Regions from separate parts of the Gossypium hirsutum genome. Here all the other regions are linked to region 1. Evidence: chromatin contacts called from public Hi-C data. All regions are on one chromosome and are shown on one strand. The core of a region is the stretch at or near the end of the contact, and the rest is flanking DNA. Distances in the headings are between cores, read along the strand shown. Region 1 holds the start of LOC107892248 (serine/threonine-protein kinase STY13). Region 2 holds the start of LOC107892259 (40S ribosomal protein S17). Region 3 has its middle 25 kb from the start of LOC107892253.

Region 1 (4,884 bases), core at 787-3,286:
ATCCTTTTAAGTGTTACTCTAAAACAAGGCTCCAAATCATTACCTTAAAAGCAGCTGCATATGCTGCTTGTAAATTCGACATGCCTTCAAAAGGCAACTTGTTATGAATAAGTTCCCACAACACAATAGCAAAGCTGTAGGCATCCACCTTATGGTTGTAATGCTTTTTCTCTCCGTGCCTTAACGTAACTGTGCTATAAAGCTGTTAGAATAGGTAAATGTGTCAGCATCTTAAAAAGTAAAAAGAAAACCGAAGATAATAGATAATTCAGCATATTACCTCAGGAGCCATCCATCGGTACGTCCCGGTTTCAGCAGTCATCATTTCTGTTAATGACTCTTCTCTGGCTAAACCGAAATCTGCTAGTTTAACCGTTTTATGGTCCTCGGTCAAGATCAAGTTCTCGGCAAAAGGGAACAATTTATCAGGATCCTGCAAATATTGCATAAAGTTTACTTAAAAACCATTATTGCTTTCAATTAATTCAAGTACGAAACTATGGATCCGGCAAGTAGAAGCATAAAATCCAAACAAAAGATAGGACCATATTTATGTCACTATCAGTTTAACTTAATTCAAGTCACTATGGCCTCCCACAACATATAATGTTTAGCTTGGGCCCTGCTCGGAATCGCGCCTTCACTAGCAGTTTAACAAATACGGAACACAAATTCATCACTACCAAATCATTAAAAAGCTTACTACCCTTTTCATAAGTAAAAATTGCCAAACTTTTCAAAGAATGCTACTTATATAAGCACACCAAGAAAGGTTATATAGACATATAGTCATACCCGGTTTAAGGTCCCGATGAATGATCCCATGAGAGTGTAAGCATTCCATTGCACGAGCAATGTCGAGTGCGAATCCAATCACAACACGCATGTCCAAACACTTTGGCCGCATATTAAGAAGGTATTTACGTAACGTACCGCCTAGTAGAAGCTCGGTTACAATCACCATGATAGGTTCCTTGCAAGCTCCAATAAACTACACAAACATGATAAAACTTCATGATTTACAGGTATTCATATGAACAAATACAAGGAACATAACAAAACTAAGCAACAAGAATCAATGGTATAATATATATAATTTATTCAAAGTAACCTTCACTAGATTTTTATGTTGAACTCTGGATAACATAGCAACTTCCCTAGCAAACCTTCCTTCTCTTCTTGCAATCTCTTCAGGGGTTTCCCCTCTTCTAACAACTTTAATGGCAACTGTCTGATTTTTATATCTAAATGCATCCAATGGATTAAAAAGTACACTTAGAAAAAGAGAGAGCTAAATTGAGGTCCAAAAGGAGGAGCTTGAATTGAATTCAATTAATTAGAATTTTTAGACTTACTTTCCTTCATAAACTTTAGCATGAGCACCTTCTCCAATCTTGGGACCAACAAAAAGCTGCCGAGGATCGATCAACCACTTAGCATCTATACTGAAATCTTGAGTTGAAAAAAACCCATTTTTAGATCCCATCTTTTGGAATCCACCTTTCTCAAAACATGAATTTAATCGAAAAATCCCACATTTGAAGTAAACAGAAAAAAGGGTTTTAAAAGCCACAACTTTTCATAGGTGAAAAAAAATGGAAGTCACCAAAGACATGCCTTTGCCTACATTAAAGTATATACAAAACATAAACCCATACCCAAAAATCACGGATTACAGATCCAAAAAACCATCAAGAACTGCTCTTTAATGGGAAGCAAAGAATAAAGACCCACATGTTTTTCCACCAACAAAAACAAATTAATTAAAAAAAAAGCACAAAGACCCTTCTGTAATGAAGCAACCAGCAAGCTCTGACACAGGAAAGTTTTTTAAAAGAAAATAATGGGAAAGTGAGGTTAGTAAGCAATAGAAATATATAAAGGGAAAAAGGAAAAAGCATTTAATGGGGGAGGCTTGATTGTGAAGGGAGTTTTGCTCATGAAATATGGCGGATGGGAAGTGGTTACTGGTTTTTGAGAAAGACAAAGATGGTTGTTTTCCACACGGTACATTGTAATGGATACTCTTTTTCTTCTTCTTCTCTTTATAAGAAAAAAAGAAAATAAAAAAGTTGAAAAAAGAATTTTTATTTTCATTGGTTTCTTGTGTTTTTTCTTGGTGAATCTTTGTCAGAAACAACAGTGATTTTATTGCTTCTTTCGTCCTTTTTCATTGTTTTTTTCTTTCAATAATAATAACACCATTTTTTTGTTTTATTTAATGTCGATATTTCATGTTATTATTCATTTAGAGTGTTTATAATAATAAAAAAGCGAACATAATAAATTAATTTATTGTTTAATAATAATATTATATTCACATTATAATTTTCTCTAAATTAATCAATTTATTATTTTATAATATATTTTTATTTAATTAATTGATGGATTTCATGTGTTAGATATATATATATATATTTTAATTTGGTATTTTTTAAAATTGTTGTAGGATAAGGTGGCAAAAAAATCCTAATAAGATTTAGCTAAATAATTTTTCATAATTCCTTAGAATTTTTTTTTTAAATGTAGCATAAAAAAATTCGCAATAAAGCCGACCTTATTAAATTTATATTTTATTACGTCCTTCGGTGATTAATTAACTTTAATTAATGAAACATAAGACCGTTGACTTTCTTTATAATAATATCTCACCGACATCTTGACCTTTGACTACGTCATGAAATAATTAGCTGCCACGTCCTCATTTGATCGTACTGTTTCCCTCGGCTTTCCTGATTTACCCTTATTATGATAACGTGTCAAATTCCCATTTGTTGAATGATTACAGGGTTCAGCTCCTCTATTTCCCTAATTTTTATAATGTTATCGCTTTCCCTATTTATAAAATTAAAAAATTCAAATATATTCCAAGTTTTTATAATATATGAATATTTAGAATTTAATCAAATTTTTCGAATTTAAAAATGTAAATTTAATTATTAAAATAATTTTCTTTCTGTTAATAATTAAATTTGGATTTCAAAATATGAAAAATAGAAATGTTAAATTTCAAATACACGAATAATATAAGAATTTATAGTATATTTTAACTGAAATAAAAAAAATTTTAAACAATCTACATGGAAAGTGCCTGATGAATAGTAAAAAAAAATATGTTAAGAAAGGTGAAAAGATTTATTTAGATTGTAAAGTGATATTTACTTTTTTGACTTCAATATTTCCCCTAATCTTAGCTTAAATAAAAGAAAAGATATTGGAAGACTTGACTTTAATTGGAAGCTTATATTATGATTGAAAATAACAACTACCCCATCCAAATCCAATTAGCTAAGATAAACTTTCAATAATATTATAAATCTTAATATTAGATTTTCGAGTTAATGAAGGAGGACGTAGGTTTAAGTGCGCTAAATCGTATTATCTTCCTATTTATAGGTTGGAGAGGAACTATGGATAGTTCTAAGTATTATGTAAAAAAAATAAAAAAAAATATTTTTAGAACTTATAGTAAGATTGATGAACAAAATTATTGAATTTTATTCCAACCTTAAAATTAATCAACTCTATAATGTAAGCTTAAAATATCTAAATTTATCGTAAAACCATTCATTGGCATTACATGATACTTTTAGTACACTATTTCTTCAAAAATATATTATAAGAAATAAAATATTACATACACTTTTTAAAAAAATGATAATTGCATTTTTTTATTTTGAATTTTTTTAAAAATAAGTATTTAAAATGCATTAGTTTAATAATTACATATTATTATTCATAATTTTTTTTTCAAAAAAATCCCATCATACTAACAAAACCTTAAATACTACATATAAATATGTAATTAACATTTTTTTAAAGATAAATATTTTAAGATAATGATAATTGTTGAGGCAATTTTTAGAAGTCCTAACCATTGCACTTGACACGGCTCAAGTTGTATATCTTTCTTTATTTGTTAGCATGTTTGATCAAAGTATATTTTTAAAGATTTTGTGCATTAGTATAGTTGGAGAAGGGATTGGACAAAACAAGACTAAGTTTCAAGTATTTTTTGTGATCTGATTACTTTATATATTGGGATATGTAATCCAATAATATATGGGTTAACTTTACGAAGGTTTATCTCAATCTTTTGTGTCTTTGCATTAAGGATATTTAATTTGATAAGATTCGAGTAGATCAAGTTGAATTGAAAGTTACTTTATGAAGTTGTATTTTTTGCTTTAAATAGTTGCTTCACGCATTGCCACAAGTAGTGCCCACTACTCTTGACATTACGCAAGTCACATAATTTGTCTTATTTGAAGTTTGACAATCTTTTTAATAAAATTAGTTAGGCAATGACTTAAACTCTTACATATTAGAGGCTTGTGTAAGTTAGAACAGTGTAAAGCTAAGCACTTAATTTGTTTGTTAGGAATTCATTATTGTGAGTGCATTTTGTAAGTGAACAAATGAGTCACTTAATTTACACGCTAAGTTTTTAGGGAAAAAATTGGAGGGGAGTATTTTAGATCTTAGGTGCAAAAGTGATATTACTTTATCAATACGTTATAAGATTTAAATTACTTATTGTATGAGATTGAAAAATAATAGACTACCAATATGGGTTAGGCCTCACGAACAGAGGGAAATTAAATTGTGTAAACATTTTGTTGTGTTCTTTTTTTGTTTTCTATCACAGTAACACTCCCATTCGGCACTACTTGTAACACTGCTCCCTTGTTCTTGCAAGTTTCAATTAAATTTCTAACAGTAATTTTTAAGGGTTTTTTAATAAGGTGGTAAGTTCTTTTATACAAGGTGGATGATTTTTTTTATAAAATATAATACATAAAAATTTAAATGATATAATTACTCGTATATATTATTATTTCATAGATTGTTTTTAAGGAGTGAAAAGTTTTTGATAAATTCAAT
Region 2 (4,884 bases), core at 893-3,392, 470 kb after region 1:
ATTGAAGCGCCAAACATGAGGGTTCAAGTTTGTTCAACCATGTCCATAATTTCTTTAGAAGAAATAAAACCTTAAAAAGCCACAGTCAATCAAACTATTTACTGCTCTCTCTCTTGATATTATATAATGTACAGAGCTCTCCAGAATGAGATGGTTGCTCAAAATACAACTCTCTAGGATCCATTACAACCCACAATTGTTAGTGAAGAGGTAACACAGGCCTTATTGTATGTGTCCAACTCCCATTTAGTTAACAATTGTCAAGTTTTTCTATTAGTTCTCATACCCATGGTAAGATATACACAACTTTAACAGTTGAAGCAACATAGATGTAACTACTGCCTAGAACGAAATGAAATAACTTCACCACCTAACCTTCCCAACCCAAAAAGAATCAGACTCAGATAACCCTAACCTCATATGACCCTTAACTCGAAACTAATCTGAAACTAAAACAACCCGAAATGATCCGAACACAAACTGCAAGAGAAAAGAAAGAGAGAATCCAGGGGTTGAAATAACACAGGAACCTCCATTAGATGACTAAGCTAATCTATCATTGTCTGATCTACTCTAAAGAAACGCAAGAGATAAAATGCAAGTATTTGCAGAGAGAGAACAAACAAGAAATAAGGAAGAAGAAAATGCCGAAGCTCTACCGCTAATCTACAAACAGTTACATGAATGCATTATAAGGTTGTGAACTTTCCAAGAATTATAATCATAGATGTATACACAAAATTGAGTTCATTAACGACTTCTAAAGACACATTCCAGTTCAAAACTTCCAATGTTACAAACTCAACCACTAATTAAAATAAGTGATAAATCTGCTAGCAGATGTGAGAAACCAAATTGGTTTGTGTTTTTTCGGTATTTATTCATGTTCAAATCCAACCATGATCAGGAAATACAAAGATAAAAAGAAAGATATGAGCCCAAGGATTATGCAAGTTGGCTTAATGAAAAACCCACCATTTCCATGGATGCCTTTCCCACAGCACAAAGAATACAACTTTAAAATTGAACCATACAATCTTTTAGTTCCTTGCTCACAATTGCCATTAAAAATTGCAGAACATGAACATGTGATTGAAAACAAAATAACCAGAATTGGGATTCTTTACCTCAACCTTTCATCTAATGAATAAAATCCCAAAATTGGAATCGAAAATGGGGCGTTATTCTCAAATTCACCATTTCAATCAATCAACATAATACCTCAGTATACAAAAATGAAATTCAAAGAAAAAATAAAATAAATGGCAATCAACAATCGCAGAAACTAAAAAGATTCTCATTTCAAATGCTTTTAAAAAGAAAGCGCACATCAAACTCAACAAATTCCAGTACCATTTAACATAAAAACTAATATTGTTCCAACAAGAAACACAAAATTTAAATACTACCCAAAAAATAAAACATAATGAACTTAAAATTAAGAACCCATCAAATAGACGGACACTAACCAATTAAAACCTCCTTCCGGGTCCACCACCACGGCCGAACCCGATTTGAGGAACAACGGCGACTGGATCAACCTTAACAATCCCCGGAATATCAGACATCCCAAGAACCGAAAGCATATCAAGAGTTTCCTTATCAACTTCGATTTGGTCGACCTTGATGGCCGATTCATCGGGGACGAAATCCATGCGGCGCTCACGCTCTTCCTCTTGGAGCTTCAAGGAAATGCCGCGAACCGGACCCCTCTGGATCCGTTTCATCAAATGGGTCGAGAAGCCGGCAATCTTGTTGCGGAGCCTCTTGGATGGGATAATGGCAACTTCTTCGATGATCTTCTTGTTAGTGTGGAAATCGAGGGTCATGCGAGAGTAGTAGCGCTCGATGACCTGACGGGAGGATTTCTTCACTGTTTTGGTACGGACGCGGCCCATTGCTTGGATCTGCGGCGGCGGCGGTGGCGGCGGGGGAGAGTTGGGCGGGGATTTGCGGAGGTGGAAGAGCAATGAAGGGCTAGGGTTTTCAGAGTGCGAAAGTAGGGTTCATATATATGGGTGATGAAATTTTTGAGCCCTTTCTATAAAGGGTAAAAGTGCAACGAATTTTCTTTTTCATTTTTAGGGTGAACTCATTGTGACTCTAAAATATGGCTTTTGATTATTCTATTTTTTTTTAATTTACTCAAGAAAATTTGTGTAAATTGTTCACTTTGTTAAAATTTCTGTTTTCTAACATATTGTTGACATTAGCACATTGAGTGACTAACACGTGGTATTTTTTGTTGACTTTTGACTAAAGTTTAGGGATCTCTTTATAATTAGTCTAAAAGTTTTTCCCAACTTTAGTCAAAAGTCAACAAAAAAGTATCACGTGTTAGTCACTCAATGTGCTAATATGCCACATCAACAATCCCTTAAAAAAACAAAAAATTTAACCGTAGTGACAATTCACACAATTATCTTATTTAGAGTGACTAAATTGAGAAAAAAAATGGAGTGGTCAAAATAGGACAGATCTTATTTTAGAATGACCATGGGCGTAATTTACCATTATTCTTATTATTAATATACCTGGATTTGTTATAGTCCCCCCTATAATACTCCAATCGCCCCATGAATTGGTTATTCCTAAACGAGTCATGAAGGGTATAACGAACATACCTTGTCTCCACATTGGATAAAGAACGGGATCGAAGGGATCAAAAACGGCTAATTCATATAGGGCCATTGAACCGGCCCAACCAACAATCAGAGCCGTATGCATTATATGAATTAGCTGTTTTTGATCTCTCCGATCCCATTATTGATTCAATGTGGAGGCAAGGTATGTTTGTTATACCCTTTATGACTCGTTTAGGAATTTTAGGAGGCAGTTGGAGTATTACTGGGGGGTTATTGAGTTAATTGCACTATGCATCCCCAAACCATGACCCTTATTTTAAATTGGTCCCTAAACTTCAAATCATTCTAATTACATCCCAACCTATTAAGATTATATCAATTAGATCTTTTTGTTACTAAAATTGTTAATTTAGCTGTTAAACTATATGTGAGATCGTATTTGACATAGTTTAAAATGAATATTGTAAAAATAGATCTTGTAAAAATATTTGTTTTGAGGTTTTCGAAGCTTTTACAAAGGCTTTGTCATTCACTTTCTCTTTTTTCAATTTTACTTTATTTCTAGTTTTTACTTTTAAAAGTTATGCGGCAATGTTTTTTTCTAAAAAAATTCATTTTAAATTTAGCTGCATATGATTTGTTATGTCATTTAATTATTAATTAACAATTTTAATAATGAAAGAACCTAATTAATATAACATCAATAATTCAGAGATGTAATTAGAATATTTTAAATTTAAAGACTAGTTTAAAATAACAGTCATAATTTGAGGATGTTTAGTTCAATTAATTCATTAATATTTAATTAAAATTTGTTAACTAATTGTACGGAGAAATGTGTGATTTAGCTCTATTTTTCTGCTGAATCCAAATTTCATTATTGTAATTGGACTCGTTCATAGATCTACACTTTATATATATATAAAAATAAAAACTTCCTAAGTTTAAATTTGATTTATTTTTACTGTTTATATATTAATATTATATATTTTTATAATTAAATTTAAATAAAAACATTTTTAAGCTTAATATCTCTTTTGACCTCTATATTATAACTAAATTATCATTTTGATACTTTATATAATTTTTTTTTATCAATTTGACCTCTATACTATCATTTTGTATATTCTATTATCATTTTTTTTTACTAAATGCATGGTAGACTTTGGGTTTTTTTTTTTGGCATATTTATATCCTTTTAAGGTAATTTTTAGAAATCCACTTAATAATTACTTCTAATTACACAAAAGTGGTATGTTTGGATAACCACTATAATTGATGAGTCCTACCAAATTGGGTATAATTAAAGCATCCCAATTACACATTTCAATTCTTAAGGGGAGGGTGACAATTGAAGTATTTACGTAGGTAATTATACAAATACCCAATTTTAAAATTATATTATAAGTATGAACATGTATGAGAGCTTGGGATGGCTATGGAAAAATTCTTATATTATAAATCATAAAAAGTTATATTATAAAAATAACGTGTATTTTGTAAAGTTATAACAACAAATTATATTATTTGAATCTTAGAAGATTTCTAAAGTTATGGTAAAAAAATTATTATAAAAAATAATTCACATGTTGTAAAAGTATTATAATATATTTATTTTAAAAGATTATGGCCAAAAAGCATGGACACAGGCTCGGCCTTGGAGGTAGTTTGGGTGTGTGGCCGCTCAAGGCCAAGGCTGAAAGGGGCCCAAAAAAATTCCAGCTTTTAACATGGAATAAAATTTTCAACCTTTTAAGTTTTTCGACGGATACTTCATTAGAGGCAGGCAAAAAAAAAAAAGAAAAAGGGCCCCATTTTTTTGTTACTAGTATATGTTTTTATTTTATTGTATTAAATTTTCACAATTTATTGTTTCGCCTAGGGTCCAAAAATATCAAGAATAAGCCTGTATAGACATAACTTATTTATGTGTCCATACTATATATTATATAAATAATATACATATTCATAAAAGAATCTTATAGTTTTTTTATTATAATTTATTTATAAAATATAACTTTCAAAAGTTATGAAAAAATATATTATTTATAAGAAGTATTATGAAGGTTTTAGTCAATTTATATTTTTTTTATAAAAGTTATATATTATAAATTTTATATTATTTTTATTTAATTTACGTATTATAAAAAGATATAACCCAACAGAAGTTTTTATCTAAATTAAGTTTATATAAGTTTTTATAATTAAAGCTACAAACTATTTGGACTATAAACTCATATATTATAACGTTGATGCTAATTATGTAAATAAAAAAAATGTATTCTTGCATCATATTGTG
Region 3 (4,884 bases), core at 1,379-3,878, 260 kb after region 1:
TTTTCTGTTTATATGCTTGAGTCATTTAATTTATGGCATAGTAGGCTTGGATATGTTAATTATGATACTTTATATACATTAATTAACTTAGAGCACATTCCTTCATTTACAATAATTATAATTATAAATGTGAAACATGTGTTAAGGCAAAATACATAGCAATGCTTGTAAAGCTTGTTCAAACGAAAGGAAGGAATAAAAATGTTTATTAACTTCATTGCTACGTATATTTGCTTAAGAGCAAAGACGAAGAGAATTTTATTCTCTATAAGTAAGAAGTTGAAAACCAACTTAATAAAAAGATTAAGTGATCGTGGCAGTGGATATGTTGAATCATTTGAATATTGTACACAACTTAATAACACCACCAAATTTCCTCAAATAAAGTAGCCGAACAAAAAAATCAGACTCTAAAGGAAAAGATGAACGCATTGCTAAAAAGCTCTGGGTTATCACAGAAAATGCGGGGGGAACATTTCTATGAGTTAATTGCCTTTTTAAATAAGGTACCCACAAGAAAAGGGACAAGACACCATATGAGTTATGGAAAGGTATAAAACCATCCTACAACCACTTGAAAGTATGGGGATCTTGCTAGTATAACGTATAATGGCAAGTCGAGACATATATGTCATTGACACAATACCGTTAAACAACTGATCTCAAACAGAGTTATCTCTATTGATTTTGAAAAATCAAAAGATAACATTGCAAATTCGTTAACTAAAGGCTTAAATGAGATCATGTTGATAAAACATAAAAAGGAATGTGACTAAAGCCTATGAAAATAAAAGGCATTATGTGAAGGAAAACCCTACCTAGTTGACTGGAGATCCCAAGATCTAGGTTCAAAATGACAACCTAATTGCATAGACCTTGTGAAGTCACTGTGGGGGTACTTATCCCAAGTTCGTTCCTATGATGTAAACAGTGACTAAAAAGGGGATAGTTTAAGCAATGCTTTTAATGACCATTGTGTGTTTTGATGAGCCGAACAACATAAGTCACCTATATGAGAGTGAAGTGGGGCTGCTTCAAGAAGACTACTGGGGCATAGTTCTCTCAAACTCTTGCAGAACCAAGATATGTTCACGGCTATATGAACATACCCATGAGAACTAAAACCTTGCCAAGGAGGTAGTTGTGTGAGGTATATCATCGTTTACACAAAAAGGCAGAATAGTTTAAGGACATCACGTCTACTGATCAGCTAGTAAAGTAAATATACTTTCACAAGGGAAAGTTCAAAGGTGGATACCTACCTATCCTATGCAACTATCGATCGTAGATTCTATTGCCACATTGAGTGAATGTTTTTCGATAAAACTATCAATTATCATTCATGTAGGGGTTTATTGGAAAAATTGCATTTTTATGGAACTTTGAGGCATATTCTCAATAGGTAAAGGTGAAGAGTTGAATCATAAAATTATGGTTTCTTATTCTACTCCATGAGACCTTTACAACGGTATATCATATGCTCAAAATGATTAAGTGATGAATGAGAAATTGATGCTCAAAGTAAGCTACTTAGAAATATTTGAGGAAAAGTAAAAGCTTAGATCCCACATTGGTTAAATACCAAGTGTGAGATGTGTATATATATGTGAACCCTTTTGAAGGATAATTGAATAACTAAACTTGAAACTTTGCCTCACACGTAGGGGGTGCAAGTCCAAACCAGACGGGGTTGGGGCACACTCGTACAATGTGGGCGACGCGAAATGTTTGGACTAGTTGGGCCCAAACAGGCCTATTTATATTTTAGCCCAAAACAAATTTATTTTCCTCAACAGACATAATCTACTTATATATGGACGGTGTCTGATTCCAATCAAATTTGATTCAATTTTTTAAATCAATTTGATTTTTTTACTCTTTAATGGCATATTTTGTGGTTATTTCTAAATTTTCAACCATCCTAAATGCCTATAAAAGGTTATGTATTATGTATAAATTCACACACAATCATACTCTTTCACATTGAAACTCATTTGCTTTCAAAACTTTTCCTTTTCCTCTCCGAATTTTTCAAACGTTCTGGTGATAGAAAAAGACAACGTTCGTTCGTTGATCGTTGTAGAGGTGCTACTACTTTGATACTATTATTGTTGTATCCTGGGAGACATTTGACCAACGTTTCTCCAAGTGTTGTAGGAGCGGTTGAATCTATCTTAAGGAAATTTTGTTTCACAGGCCTCAATGTTTCGTAAAATCTCTATTCTTCTTTATTTCAATTTTTATTACGATTTTATTTGATTTTCGTATTTCAAAATTTAATTATAAATTATTCTATTTATATTTTAGTTATATAAATATTTATTTATATTTATATTTATATTTATATTTATATATTTTATTTCACTAACGTGTGTATTGTCCAACAGATAATCCCATGATAACATTCCAAATGATGCTTTACAACTTATTTCAAGCTCCAACACTATGTTGGAAAAAAAGAAACGGGCCTTGATTTGGGACCGTAAAATACTCCCTAAAGTCCAATGAAAATTTGGTTAAAAGACATCTAAGTTTTACAACTTATTTCCTAGATATAACGATCATTGGGAATCATTGGAGCATATTATTTTCTTCTAACCAGCAGCCTGGGCCTACTTAGCATGCTTTTTATCTTTCATCGTGACCCAAATTCAGTCAGGTGTCCATCCTTTGCTCAATGGTGATCTCATTGCTCACATTTGTTGGGAAATTTGGAAAGCTTGTAATACCGCCATCTACGAAGGAAAAGAAAGAAACTCGGTTCAAGTTTGGAAGGATGCTTTCAAAGGACTTTCTGATTTCCATGATGCAAAGCCTCCATCTTCCCAACATATTTTTAATTTGTCCAATTTAATACATCAACTTTTATTTCGTTGACCGGTTTGGTGTCTGACCTTAAAGGTGTTAAATACCGACATCATTTGACATGTGGCTATGTCAAGAAAAAGGTCAACTAGTCAAAGTAAGGGACTCCAAAACAGTTATATCATAAAGAGCATTAATATTTTTTTTAAAAGCACCAATAAATTCCATGACCCTAAACTCTCAAAAACTTTTCTAGTCTCCTTGTTTCTGTTGCCTGGTTTTGTCATCGTCGTTGGCTTTTCGACTTACCTCTCCTCGTCAAAATGATCCTTTACTTCCCTTTTTTTTTATCGGACTAGATTTTCGAGGAACTCTCTCAAATGCCACCAGATCTGAAACCCAAAATCTATGGAAAATTACCTCAATCGGTCGATGTTTCGGGACAAAATTAAAATTAGGAAAATAAAACATAGAAGTGAAAGGGTACATTTTATTTTAAATAGGATAGTGACAGCTGTAGTAACTAATCAAGCTGTTACTAGTTTTCTTTTCTGCTACATAAGAAGTGTTGTGTATGCGGGGAAATACATATTGAATATTTGATGAAGTGATTCTGTTTCGTCTCCCTTCCCCTTTCTTTTTCCTTCTCCCTGCTATTCTGCTTCTTTGTTTCCTCTGTTTTCTTCTGAATTCTCGGCTTCTGCTTCTGTCCGCCTTTCTCTTTTCTGCTTTTCTTCTGGTCGATTCTGTCATATGATCGTCGCACCATTCCGAATGTAGCTTCCTCATGACCAGTCACGCCTCTACACTATTGAGATCGTCAGTTTGAAGCGTAGAAATTCAAGAGCTATTTTTTCATGTCCCTTTTCTTGATTGAAAGTTTGGGTTTATTAAGTTTTGAGTTCTCTCACTTTTTCTTTTTTGCATTTCTCCCCTGTTTCGAACTACAGAGATTCTTTTTCTTTTTTAATTCGATCTTCTCCCTCTCTTTCTCTCTGGTTTTGATTCAAATGGGTTTTCTTAAATCTGATATGTTTCGTGTTGTATTTTTTTTACTTTAATATATTTTGGAGTTCTGATTTCTTAAATCTAATCTTAAATATGATTTTTTATTTATTTTGGATTTCCAAAGGATAGGTGTGAGTATTTATATTTAATTAATTTGGTAGTAAGGTTGTATTTTAATTCTTCAATGATCTTTTCCTAAATCTGAAATTTGGGTTCGCTGGCTGAAGCTATGTGTTCCCTACTGTATGCTATTGGTGTCTATATTTTAAGAAAATTTGGGATCTTTTTAAGTTGAAACTTCCAATTTAGAGTTCTTTATATGTTCAAACTGATTTATATCAAAATCTTGTACCAAATCATGTGTTGATATTAAAGGTAAACAAAACTTGATTTGATTTAAAAATAAATGGAATAAAACTTTGGATTTTAAGTTAATCAAATTAAGTTATTCTTTTTTTTTTCCAATCAATTCAAATAAGGACTTTTATTTTTTGAGTTTTAGTTAGAATTAAATATTCTTAATTTGAATAAATCAAATAACAAATTAATATATCTACTTGTGTCCCTATAATTTTGAAAATAAATAAATTAATCCCTAAAAATTAAATTTTAAAATAATCTTCAAAAATCCTAAATTTTATACAAATTATAAAAAATTAAAAATTTAGTGTTTTTTAATGTTAAATTGCAAGAGTTTTTAACTTTTTAGATAGTTAATTTAAAATCTTGAATAAATAAATAAATTGTCAAATCAAATTTATCATTTTTATTTACTTTGAAATATATACAACCTTGTTCAACTTAAAATTTAGATTATTGACAACAAAATTTTATCTTTACATATTTACTTTTTCTAATTTGGCTCTAAACAAATTCATTCAACTCTACTTGAATTATATTTCACTCAACTCAAATTGAAAATTTCAAATTAAGAAATAATTTTCTTTGAAGTCAACTCTACAAAATTTAATTCAACACTCACCCTCGACAAAATGCACCAATACAAACCAAATTAGCCTAAACTTAACTACTTGGTACTGATCTACGGTAGGTACCAATACCGGTATGGTA

Evidence for each region. A called contact is a pair of places that touch in the nucleus more often than the background predicts.
Region 2: a Hi-C map of leaf shows a contact between it and region 1, with 2.3 times the contacts expected there. The contact joins the promoter of LOC107892259 here to the promoter of LOC107892248 in region 1. A contact is called at or near these places in 2 of 34 Hi-C or Micro-C datasets (both in leaf).
Region 3: a Hi-C map of leaf shows a contact between it and region 1, with 2.4 times the contacts expected there. The contact joins the enhancer-like site here to the promoter of LOC107892248 in region 1. A contact is called at or near these places in 2 of 34 Hi-C or Micro-C datasets (both in leaf).

The regions. Positions count from the first base shown.
Region 1 is chrD09:9,775,662-9,780,545 of Gossypium_hirsutum_v2.1, reverse strand. It overlaps LOC107892248 (serine/threonine-protein kinase STY13), which reads right to left and starts at 2,036. Exons shown (of 6, transcript XM_016817272.2): 1 at 1,356-2,036; 2 at 1,112-1,244; 3 at 799-991; 4 at 281-408; 5 at 44-202. The coding sequence starts at 1,486.
Region 2 is chrD09:9,305,869-9,310,752 of Gossypium_hirsutum_v2.1, reverse strand. It overlaps LOC107892259 (40S ribosomal protein S17), which reads right to left and starts at 2,142. Exons shown (of 1, transcript XM_041101674.1): 1 at 1,277-2,142. The coding sequence starts at 1,898. The coding sequence ends at 1,473.
Region 3 is chrD09:9,512,450-9,517,333 of Gossypium_hirsutum_v2.1, reverse strand. No RefSeq gene overlaps it. Among protein-coding and RNA genes, the nearest start is that of LOC107892253, 25 kb to the right of the region's middle. Within about 2 kb of position 2,628, at least 7 of the 9 cell types and tissues checked have an H3K27ac peak or open chromatin away from gene starts, as enhancers often do. A contact at or near this core is called in leaf, where this site is marked.